Regions from separate parts of the Zea mays genome. Here region 2 is linked to region 1. The links are chromatin contacts, called in public Hi-C maps. All regions are on one chromosome and are shown on one strand. Each heading gives the region's core, a stretch centred on a gene start, on an enhancer-like site or on the middle of the called end of the contact. The rest is flanking DNA. Distances are from core to core; before and after follow the strand shown. Region 1 holds the start of LOC103634596 (chaperone protein dnaJ 20, chloroplastic). Region 2 holds the start of LOC100285672 (ETHYLENE-INSENSITIVE3-like 1 protein).

The links. A called contact is a pair of places that touch in the nucleus more often than the background predicts.
Region 2: a contact with region 1 is called in a Hi-C map of leaf mesophyll, with 2.2 times the contacts expected there. The contact joins the promoter of LOC100285672 here to the promoter of LOC103634596 in region 1. A contact is called at or near these places in 7 of 25 Hi-C or Micro-C datasets (bundle sheath, ear, endosperm and 3 more).

The regions. Positions count from the first base shown.
Region 1 is chr1:52,646,021-52,652,137 of Zm-B73-REFERENCE-NAM-5.0, reverse strand. LOC103634596 (chaperone protein dnaJ 20, chloroplastic) reads left to right here and starts at 2,076. Exons shown (of 1, transcript XM_008656987.4): 1 at 2,076-3,423. The coding sequence starts at 2,632. The coding sequence ends at 3,129. It overlaps LOC103634597 (probable ADP-ribosylation factor GTPase-activating protein AGD14), which reads right to left. Exons shown (of 14, transcript XM_008656989.4): 12 at 5,603-5,732; 13 at 5,460-5,505; 14 at 5,006-5,376. The coding sequence ends at 5,331.
Region 2 is chr1:52,823,994-52,830,036 of Zm-B73-REFERENCE-NAM-5.0, reverse strand. It overlaps LOC100285672 (ETHYLENE-INSENSITIVE3-like 1 protein), which reads right to left and starts at 4,596. Exons shown (of 2, transcript NM_001158563.2): 1 at 4,395-4,596; 2 at 590-3,056. The coding sequence starts at 2,922. The coding sequence ends at 979.

The DNA.
Region 1 (6,117 bases), core at 827-3,326:
GGTGTTGTTTGGTTCACCAAATATAAAGTAAATGAGAATAGTAATGATTTACATTCTATTACCAGTGGTAAACAAGTTTGAATAGACTAGTATTAGTTTCTAGTATGGTATCTGATTACGGTAGAACCTACACAAACATGATCTAACATTATGAGTTACTCGTCACGTTACAAATATGTGAACCAAATGATTTAATGGAAAAAGTCAGGAACCGAATTTTGAGTGGAACCAATTAGTACTTAGATGTCGTTTGGTTCACATATTTGTAACGTGATGGGTAATTGATAACGTTAAATCATGTTTGTTTAAGTCCAATCGTAATCAGGTACCACCCTAGGAACTGATACCAATCTACTCAAACTCATTATCACCGGTATTCGAATGTGAATCATTACAATGCATTGTCATTTACGTTACATTTCGTGAACAACACGACACCTTAAATAAATGGTTCACGTTTGTTTAAGAATATCACAGTAAAGCCGTGTACGCAGAACAATGCGGGCACACGATACTCGCGCTTGATGCTATCCACATGACCACACAAGTGTATGGCTGTAATGCAAGTTCCAGAGGTCGTTGATTTGCTGCAAACGTACATTAGTAGCGATCGAGCTGCTCGTCCTTGTACCGTGATTAGGTGAACCGTTTTGAATTCTATTGGCTGTTTCTTCCGGATTGGTCTCACCACCACATGTACGGTCATGGATTATTGGGGAACTCTGTTCATGAAAAAGGACCCGACCGCCTCTTCTAATAACAAAAAAAGTATTTTTTAAATGAGGCGCAGATCACAGAGACACGCAGCAACAAAATGGGCTAATCGATCAATCGATGTTGAGACATACGTACGTATGAGCTTACACGGCAAGTCAGAGTAGCCGATAAGCGACCGCTCATGGACGAACCCCCGTCTAGAAACACGTCGTCGTCACGATGGCGAGGTCTTCCACTCATCAGATTCGACGCTGTCAGGCCAAAGGCTAGCCACGCATGCAGTCACACCGGCCGGCCTAATCACGATCTAGAAGGCTTGTGCAAACGACTCCCGGTGGATGTTGAATGCCAATTATAATTATTAAATATAGTTTAATCATAAAACTAATTGCAAAAATGATATAAATGCAGAGATACGAATTTATTAAATCTATTTAATCTATGATTAGAAAAATGCTTAAATATTATATAGATGAATCATAGACTGGTTAGATTTAATAGATTTGTTTGTCGTTTAATCACCATCTAAAAAATAAGTTTATAACTAAATTATATTTAATATACTTCTAACTAGATAAAACAAACCAAACACCTTTAGCTATATGCTAGAGTATAAGGATGGTGCCAATGCACCATCCCCTATCGTCCCTATCACATCAGCTCTCGACTTCATTCTCGCCCATCCTATTCCAGTGCACATCCTACAACCTTAACTCATAGTTACATCAACTTTTCTATCTCAGAATTAATTCACGCAGATTTGTTTTCAACACTTTCAAATCGCACAACATAATATATTTTTATTAAATTGAAAATTACAAAGCGCACAATATTTTGCAATTTATAATATTTTACATTTTTTGAATTTACAAATGAATTGGGATGGAATTTATAATATTTTGCAAATTTAATGAATGGCGGTGATGTGACCAAATAAACTAATCAAAATCTGCCACCTCGCTAACCCGTGTCTCGCCGCTGCCAACGTGTCGTCCACCTCTCGCCCACCTATCGCCCGAAAGCACGCTCCAACACAGACGAGAAGCACGCTCCAACACAGACGAAAGTCAGACGATATCGTCGAGCCGGCGGTGGCAGGGTTGCCCGCCGGCTCCCTCTCGCCTCGCTCCCGACTCGAAAGCCTCCCTAACTATGGAGCTGTTTGGTTCGTAGCTAAATGTGTCACACTTTGTCTAAGGTTAGTCGTTCGAATTGAAGAACTAACCTTAGACAGAAAAGTTAGGCAAAGTGTGGCAAGTTAGACATCAAACCAAATAGACCCTATATGTCAGCCTAACTATATGTCGGGAAGAGCCAAAGCCTGCCCTGCTGCCAGAGAGACACTACCGTTTCCTCTATCACAACTGCGGGCAAGTAAACGAGTAGATCTCCGCTCCACGGGCAAAAGGGAAATTCCAGAAAGGACGCACACGGCGCAGCGCCACCACGTCAATCTCCCCCTCTTGGCGCGCTTGCGCCATCTCGTCTTTCTAGATGCCCAGTCCAGATTCCAGAAGTACTACAGCAGCAGTCAAACCGCGGCACACAAGCAGTGCCAACAGTAATCACGACAAACTGGGGGTTCACTCACGTAAAGGTGATTAGCGCGTAATCGTACCAGACAGAGCCCGCGGACCGCGGTTCCCGTGGGCGATGACGCCCTTCGCTTATCCCTCCCGCCTCCGCAGCACCGTCCCTTCCAGAAACACAGAGGAGACCTCGTCGCTCACGCTGTCCAGCTGCTATATAAACGGGCACGTCCCCGGCCATTCGGCGCCACGATTGCAGAGCCAGAGCGAGACGCGACTGCTTTTCTGCTTCATCCACATTGGTAGCTAGCTAGCTTACACGTTCACGCATCGCTTTCCGGGCCGTCTCCGGTGGTTTAGCTCAGCAGAGCGGGGAAGGAAGAAGATGACCTCCGTGAGCGCGAGGCCCGTTGGCGTGGGGTACTGCTTCGGCGGGGCGAGGTGCCAGCCACGGTCGCGGGTGCGGGTTTCGGCCGCGGCCTCGGCAGTGGCCGCGCCCGCGCCCGCGATGGCGGCGACGATGTACGAGCTGCTCGCCGTCGAGGAGACGGCGGGGCCCGACGAGATCAAGGCGGCGTACCGGCGCGCCGCGCGGCGGTGGCACCCGGACGCGTGCCCCGGCGGCGCCGACCGCTTCATGGCGGCGCGGGAGGCCTACGAGGTGCTGTCCGACCCCGAGCGCAGGCGCGGCTACGACATCCAGCTCCGCTGCGGCGCCCACTTCGGCGACGCCGGGTACCGCGCGGCACGCCGCGCCGGGTTCGCCGACTGGGAGGCGCAGCTGACCGGGCTGCAGTGGCGCGCGGCGGGGCGGCGCGGGCGCGCCGGCGGGGAGACTTGGGGCAGCAGGATGCGCCAGGCGGCCGCGCAGCCGTCCTTGTAGCGGCGTCGCCGGTGGCTGGCCTTTGATAGTTCATACTTCGTAGTACTAGTGTACTACCCTACCTTCCCCTTTCCTCTTCGACAATCGAATGGCCCGAGAAGCTGTAATTGCGCTGTTCTGCAGCGTTTTCTCTTGCCAACACGTCATCCTCGTCGCACTGTTCGGAGTGCAGACGAGCTTGAAGTCTAGAAGCAGTAGACATTTTCCCCCCCTTTGAAGTGTAGTACTGTCAACTTTTAGTTCCCACTCGGTTACATACGGTTCGAATCCTATCTCAGCATTGTTTTGCAACTAGTATCACTCTTCGAGGACTACAGCTGCATCAAAACTTTGATTAAAAAACTGTCACAGCATACGTGCCATAAAACCGCTTACCCTTTGAGAAAACTGAAACCGTAGGTACCCTTTGAGAAAACCGAAACCGTAGGTACCCTTCGAGAAAATTGAACCCGTACTGGTCGTACCGTCTTTAAATAAATTAATTTTCAGCATTATGTTAAACTATCTTTATTAACCGAATTATTAACTAATACTTTTCACATCTAATGAGCACACGGCAAATATGTTCTATAGTATATTTAATAAGGGATTTGTTAATATTTAGATGTCTAAATTTTAATTTCCTTTTCGTTAATGGTTATTGCATATATTTTAGATTAAAATTATAGTGTTAGTTTATGGTAATTTTTTTAGTCATAATATGTAATTTTCGTATCAGGCTTATTAAACAAAACAAGAAATCTGATTTATACCGGTAAACCGACAATTAACAAATTATAATTGTTTCTATTATTAGATAAGAAAATAATAATAATATGTCATAATATAAGACAAATAATAAATCATTAAATTCATAATATATATACACTAGTTGATGGTACAATAGTGCTGCGTAGAATCATCTTAAATTCTGGACACGAAGAAGATATTTAATAGTATTAAATCTTAATGTTCTTTTCTACTCCTTTTTATCCTGAATTTAAAAATCATTTACTGTTTTAGTGTATAATTTCTAATATATTTAGATATATAACAAAAAAGTATGAATAAGAAAAAATCAAAATAAATTATAGGTACAATAGTACTCACTCCGTTTCAAATAGTAGCCATTTTAGCTCTTAGTTTTATATCTATATTTAAACAAATAGTAGCCATTTTAGCTCTTAGTTTTATATCTATATTTAAACAAATGATGATAAATTTAGAACGAATTTTATGAACATACTATTTCTCTAAAACGAATTTTGTTTGAGTATAGATTTGAAACATATTCACGGAGGAACAGAATCGTCTCAATTCTTAAGAAATCACTCAATCGAACACTCTCGTCCGGACGACTAGGTCGCCTTTGTCCTTTGGCTATTGCGTTGCATTTTGCATATGCCGTTTAGGGGGTGTTTGGGAACAAAGTTTTTCTGCAGTTTTGGAAGAATACTGCAGTATTCTCAAATACTGCAGTATTATATACATAATGGTGTTTGGCAAGCTGGGTAAAATCTCTATTTTCAAAACTGAAGTATGCAAATACTATAGTTGTTTTAAGGCATTCTAAACTTAGCTCTGGACCTCAGTTTTCAAAACTGCGGTATTATAAACTACGGTATTGTCATAACTAAAGTATAGTATAGTATTTTAAAAACTGTAGTTTTCAAAAACTTTGTTCCCAAACAGGGCCTTAGAATTGGCTAAGGACAGTTTGATTGGGCTGTAGCTGTAAAAATATTGGTTATAGACTGTAAGCTGTCGTTTTGTTCGCTACGGCTTTAATCCGGCTGTGACTACGACTTCTACAATATATATGTTGTATAGTTCCCACCCAGCCGACATACCCATGTATGTTGATGTCCTGAAGCAATATCCGCAAGAGATGTACATGTACCTGAACAACTTGAATAACTGGATGAAGCCATGTATCGTTGTAACTATCAGAAAGAAATGTACCGGGAGGATGCCCGGTAGTGCTGAATAATCATGTCCTAGAGTACATGAACCGAGAAAGAATACACACATTCCTCCATCAGAAACTCACAATTACTAAACATTCCTCCAGTGGGTCCTGGGGACGCTATCATATTCCCCACCTCCTCTGGTAACCTTGCAAGGTGTCCCGGTTCGCACAGAAAAGATTCCTAGCTCTAAGATCACCAAACCAAAGGAACATGCCAAGTCCAAGACGCAGATTATTTTCACTGTGATGCCCTCTATACAAAAGGATTTCCAGCTGATAAAGTGCCAACTGGTATATTCCTGGACCGGCGGGAAAGCAGATATCAGCAGATAGCAGCTCAGCTGGTTTACAATAAAGCATGCATCAGAGGGGAGCAACTCACAGCAAGGAACAGTTGGGGCCCCGCTCGACAAGGCACGGCAGTCCACCTGAATACGCACAGGTTGTTCCAGTCATATCCGGTGGTTTTGATGTGAAGCTGTGAACGGTAGAAATATAATCATTGGTAGATCCAGGAGAGCATACCATGTGACGCTGACGCTGATGGAACATAAGCACAAGAGCTGCTGGAGAACCATCTTTCAGGTAAACCATCAAGGAAGGTTGGCAGATCTGGGCTAGGCAAGGCCTCTTGCAATGAACTTACGTCCATGAACTGCAAAAGGTTGGAGCATGTGAGAAAATTGGTGCAAGTATAGTCCAGGATGTAAGTGGCAACTGGCAAGTTGATCATGCTGGCCATCACTTAATACAGGCGGCAGGTTGGGAGTCGGAATACGACTGAACTTTAAGGTTACGTCATGATTTGTTCTACAGCATCGAATAGGCTATCGGCCATAGTTAAAACAGCGTCGTAGATTATTTGGTCTTCAGCACAGGGCCATGGGTAAAATTATTCTGTCCTCAGTAATGGGATATCATCTAATCCTGGTTACAGCCAAACCTATTTATGTAGTAGTGTAGTTCTCAGAAATGACTAGTGCAAATAAAATAGAATTCTGAAATTTGGCCGGACTTCAAGAGCCACCATCAATTGAGAT
Region 2 (6,043 bases), core at 3,347-5,846, 180 kb before region 1:
TCCAGCGGCGAGCATGTGAGGAGGTCTAAGGGATAGGATGGGTCATGGTCTCATGGACGATGACAGGTGCCAGTGCCACCAAGCAAGCGATAAAAGAAAGGAGGGCTCTTGCGATCAAAGAAAGGACCATCCGGTATCTTGAGCATCAAAGCACTTGGAACGGTTTGGAGTTTGGACGGCCTAACTTCCCTTAGGGCTGCCACTTCGCGTTGACCGGACCTTAAGGGAAAGCAAGGATGAATATCTTGATGTGAAAGACACTAGTGATGGTCTCTCTTTTAACAAGACGGTAACTGAAGCAACAGGGTATGTTTTACCGTGGGAAAATATCTATAAAGGACAGGTGTAGTCTGGGTGTCATCAACATCAATCTCGGTGGAATTAAGACGGAATTTCCACCATATGACAGGAGCACCTGTCCATGTTTAGGTTGGAATTAAGGCGCGACAGATACAGAACCAGGGTAATTCCAAACATGTTAGGTTGGAACATTTTTTGTTCACAATTTGACACCAACAGAAAGAGAGAGAGAAAAAACGCCGGAGAGATTGCATCAATCAAAACAAACATGTGGACGCTCAAAATATTTGAATATGTCAGTCATGTTGTTTGTGTGAAGAGCAGCAGCGATGATGTGCCTCATCAACAGTGAGCAGACACGTCGAGCAGAACCACTGAAGAAAACACTTCATTCAGACACCAAACAGCAGGTAGTACAGAAACAAGCACAAGCATTTTAACAGCCATATACATGGACAGCAGACTGAGACTAACAACTTAAAGCTAGGAATAACATTAAGTTTGCAAATAAGAGAGGTTTATGGCTGGCCGGACATACAAGTATAAACCAGTTCCAGGTTCCAGCCGTCTTGCAGCTACTGCAAAACCTATATAACGAAGACCTATAAGACTTGACAACTTGGGAGATCCATGGAGGAATCCGAAGCTTATAACGAGGAGCCCTACAAGTTTTATTCTTCAGTAGAACCAATTGGTCCCGTCGTTCTTCTGCGCCGCGCCTGGGTAATCAGCGGCGGCGGCGGTGCTAGACATGTTGAAACCAGAGCCGAACCTGAACTCCGCCGTGCTGGTGATGTCGCCCATCTGGCTCATGAATGGCGTGTCGTCGCGGATGAAGAACTGCTGCTGCTGCTGCTGCTGCACCACGGGTGGTGCCTGCTGCTGTTGTTGCTGCATCATGCTATTGACGTCGTCGAAGACTCCGTTGCCCTGTCCGAAGAAGCCCTCGTCCATCTGGATCCTCTGGGGCATCGCGTTCGGCCTCTCCATGATGGTGACGCTGTCACTACTGCTCATGGTCTTGCTCGTCATGAAGTTGGTGTCGTACATGTTCATCAGCTCGGCGATGGACCTCTGCCCGTCCATAGGCAGGCTGAAGTCCAGATTGTTCGCTGCCTGATTGGCTTGGCTGAAGGCCGGCTGGAAGGCTTGTGGTTGCGGCGGTGCTGGCAGAGGCTTGTTCTCGGCGCTCTGAGTGATCGGATCGTTGTACTTACAGGTGTACTGGTGGCTGTTGCGGGCATTCCGGTCAAGGAATCCATAGCTGTAGTCACTGTGCGGGCACTGGACGTTGTTGCAGGTGTACACCCGGTTGTTTAGCATTAGCTCTGGCTCAGCAGGAGCGGGGGCGTTCCTCTTCTGGATGAACTCGACGTCAGCGGTCTCCTCCTTCATCGGCGTCGGCATGAGGAACTTGTCACTTAGGATAGCCGCACCAAGGTTGAAGGAGGTTGGGTCAGTGACTGCTGTCTTCTGGTTGCCAGCCTCATCCCCCTTGCACTCATCAACGATGTCCACGTCGTACTCGCTTGAGGTGGTGTTGAAAGATATGGCACTGGCGATGCCACCAGTGGATGCCGGCGGGCGTGCGCCAGGGTGCATCTTCAGGTACAGCTCCTCTTCCTGCTTGACGACCGCCAGCCAGGTCGAGATCTCCTTGGCAGTCATCTTGTCCTGGAGGCACTTGGACTGGCGAACGAGGCGTCGGATCTTCTCTATGTCTGGTGACATGTGCTTGATGACAGCGGTGAGCACGCTCACCTTCCAGGCCTTCTTAAGGTCATGGGGCTTCTTGTAGGGAGGTGGGCCCTGGTCCTTGGGAATGCCAAGCTCCGGCCACCACTCCTCGTCGCCGGTAGGCCACCACGGTGGAGGAACGCCCTTCTCCAGCGGGTAGCGCCGCTGTGGGGGGTCGCAGTGCTGCATGAGTGCTGAGAGCAGCGAGCCGAGTGTGGTGTCCTGCAGCTCCTGCAAGGAATGAGGGCTGGCAGCGCCCGAGGCGAGCTCATTCTCGGCGCCCGGGACGGCGTTGTCGGCCTGATACTTGGCGATGGCGGCCGGGCCGTTGCGGTCGAAGCGGACCTTCTCCTTCCACCAGGCACGGAGGTTGTCGGAGGCGCCGCTCACCGGCTTGCCCTTCTCCGGAATGATCCCGTACACAAACCCCTGCGCGCGGCACACCTCCATCATCTTGAGCATGTACTTGAGGATGCCGTCCTGCGCGCGCGACATCTTCTTGCGCCGGGCCTGCTCCTGCGACTGCCTTGGCTTGGATGAGCCGTCGGCCAGGCCCCCACCGCTAGCCATGGGATCCTTGCCGCGGCTCTGCTGCAGCTCCCTGAGCCGCTTCAGCTTCATGCGGTCGCGCCACATGCGGCGCTCCAGCTCCTCGATGTCCTCAACGTCGTCATCGCTGTCGTCCTCCACGGCGTCCGGGAAGCTGTCTGGCGGTGGGTCCACGAGATCACCCTCCCCCATCACGCACTGGTCGCCGGAGGACGTCTGCGGCATGAGTGAGGCGAAGCCCAGGTTCTTGTCGCCGTTCTGCTGCAGGAGATCCACGAAGTTGTGGACGCCAGGGAACACCACGCTCTGATCCATCATCAGCCCGCCTCCCATCATCGTGACCTCAACTAACCACCACACCCGAGCAACTCACTGGCAGTCACGGGCAGATTGGCTCTCTTCCTTGTACTGCTACTTGTAGTATTCACCTGCGTGGGGGGTGTGGGGGACCTTTTTCTCCAAGTATTCACCTGCGCGGAAGCAACACGACGAACACGTCAGCTGCTGTGTTTACTGTCAGCAATTCAGTGCACAGACAATAAGTGCAGGGCAAGGGTAAACATGTGCAACACGATTGCGTGTTAGTAAAAAAGGTAATTAAAGATGGTCCAGTGAACGCTACTGTGGCATCTTAATTTGGTGATTACATGAGGGCCTTTTGCCTTGGCATCATAGATCTACACAGCTACAGGAGACAATCGTGTAGCAGAAAAAGGCAAGATTGCCTACTGAAGCAACAGCCGGGAGGCCAAAGTTAGCAACCTGGCATGTGTCTGGTGAAACAGAACAGGGCCTTGATCTGATCAAACTATACATGGCCAAATATAGCATGGCCCTTATTGTTTCGACATAAAAGAAACAGATTACACAGCATGGGTGAGAAATATGCATCACACATACTTGTGGAAGAAGGAATTAAAGCATGAAAACTTATGAGAATATATAAATAGTTCCATAAAAAAACTACTCATATGCCGGTTCACGGAACAAGCAGGTAAAGTTGCATCTTTCCCCCTTTTTTTACGAAAGCATGTTCACAAGCTCTGGTTGAATCACAAGGGGGAAAGCTAAAAAAAGATCAAAGGGCAGGGAAGGAAAGCTTTTCAGGAAAAAAAAATAAGTAGTCATTTTTTTTTCAACCAGCCAAGCACGAACTGACAGTTGGTAACAAAGAACATGCACCCATGTGCTTGAAAGGGGGAATCAAGGTCATACATGAAAGGGAAGAAAACAAGGGACTAAATGGACTAAACACGTATCAAACCTAACGAAAACTGGTCAAATTTTGCGCCTCCGAAGATGATGCAGGAACAGAATGTTTCCATCACACCCGGCTGTTAGACACTTCCTAGAACCGTAGAACGAGCTGAGCCTTTGACTAATTGTGGTATTGAGATCCAACCGAAACTTGTAGAAGGGGAAAAAAAAGAGGAAAGAGATGTAAGAAACTCAGGTTTTTGGATGGGAGCTGCAAAATCATCGAAGGCATCAACCTTGGAACTCTGTCGTGGATTTAGCCGCAGCTATTACGCTGGAGGACAGAACATCAGCAAGGGAAAAGAAGGATCGGAACTCAAACGGGAATTGGCCACCTCGGGAAGCTACAGGATACTGAAAAAAAAAATCTAGAGAGGAAAAAAGATCTCCTGGGGAAAAAAAATATCACTCTACATATCCATCAGATAATCAGGCGACCACACTCCAGTAGCACAAGCAGCAAGGGAAGAAGAAGATCAGCGAAGAAAAGGAGGACCAGCCACACAAGAACTGGGAAGGGTAGGAGGTCCAGGCAGGTAGGAAGAACTCACCTAGCTCTTCCTGTTTATCTCCCACTTGTTATTTTTCCCGGTGCTCCAGCTTTTGCCATGACCTGGGAGACGAGACGGAGGGAGGAGGGGCGAGAGAGGGGAAGGGGGGAGGAGGGGAGGCACGAGGTGGGGATAAGAACGGGGGTAGCGCCAAGGCCCCTGCCCTGCCCTGCCCTGCCCTCTGGCGCAAATAATAGGAGGCAAGTGGGCGTGCTGGTGCTGATGGTGCTCTGCTGCTGTGCTCGGCCTCAACAGCGACAGCCCGGCTTTTATAATCTGCCCTCTTAAACTAATGATCCCCGCCTCCCTCCACTCACGAGCTGCCACTGCGATGCTGCGCGGCGGTAAAAAAAGATTTTGCCCCTCCGTAATCGCCCGCGTGATGGCGCTCTTTTACCGCCACCCGCGGAGAGCTTGGCTGGTGGCGTCTGCGTGTGACACGCGGGGCCCGGTCGCCGGTCGGTGGCCTCCTGCTCTCCTCTCCCGGTGTGGCGTGGTCCGAGGAGGATCGTACCGCGCGAAGAGCTAGGACAAAAGGGAGTGGGTGCTGGCGGTGGTGGTGGCGGCCTGGCAGATGGGCCCGCTGCCCCGTGCTCTTCGGCTTTTGATGTGGCGCGCGTTCCTCTAATCTAGCTCATCGACCATGATTGGTTCCTAGTGCAAATAATTTTATATTGGGTTATTTTCTCACGGTAGCAGAGGTGGGTACCTTAGAATCATATAGTATTACATACCGTAAACAAATTCAGATGCAGATTTGGAAGACTATTCTAAACAATTCCGGCAATGACTCACATGTAAATGCAGAAGCATATTAGTTGTGTTCTACTTCTAGGTGCAGCTGCAGCGCGAAGATAAAGTAAAAATGTTTCAAGATGTTTATAAAAAATAGACGATAAAGTAATATTATACTTTGCATATGACTTTTGTATATTCAAGTATACTCTTCATCTTTATTTTGCCAGAAAATAAGCTAAAATATTATAAAATTTAATTGTACGTGGGTGCAGAGGCGAAGATATTCTATCTTTTAGGGCTAGTTTAACAATCATATTTAGAAATCTCTTAGAAAAATAAAGTTGCCAAACAAGAACTTAATAAAAGGAAAACGTGGGAGGTCACTTCGATTACTCCTACTTTCATAACAGCATAATTTTAATACATATTTTCCCATGCTATCTTGTTTTCTTACATGCCCACCATTTTTAGGAGTACACCGTTTGTGACAAAGGATTTAAGGTGCGTTTAGTTCTGTTGTCTACCATGAGAAAAGTTGTTTTCCGCTATCTGCTATAAAAAATTGTAATGAGTTGTTTGCCGTGAAAAAACTAAAAGTTGTTTGGTTCAAACTATTGTGAGTTACCATGAACAAACTATATATTACTTATATGCACTTTGTTTAACTATATCTATCAATCAATTTATATATTTATATATATATATATATAACATTTTTAATAATTTTATATGTTTTTATTAAAAATATTTCTTATTTCATTTATTATAACACTTATTTATTTTTAACCTTATTTTTGTCATTTTAAAGTAGTTGCAGAAAAGTTGAACCTATTTGGTTCAGCTAAGAAGGTATGTCTTTTCAAAGTAGAAGCAGGTTCAAAAAGCTAAACCAAACGTACCATGAGTATAGT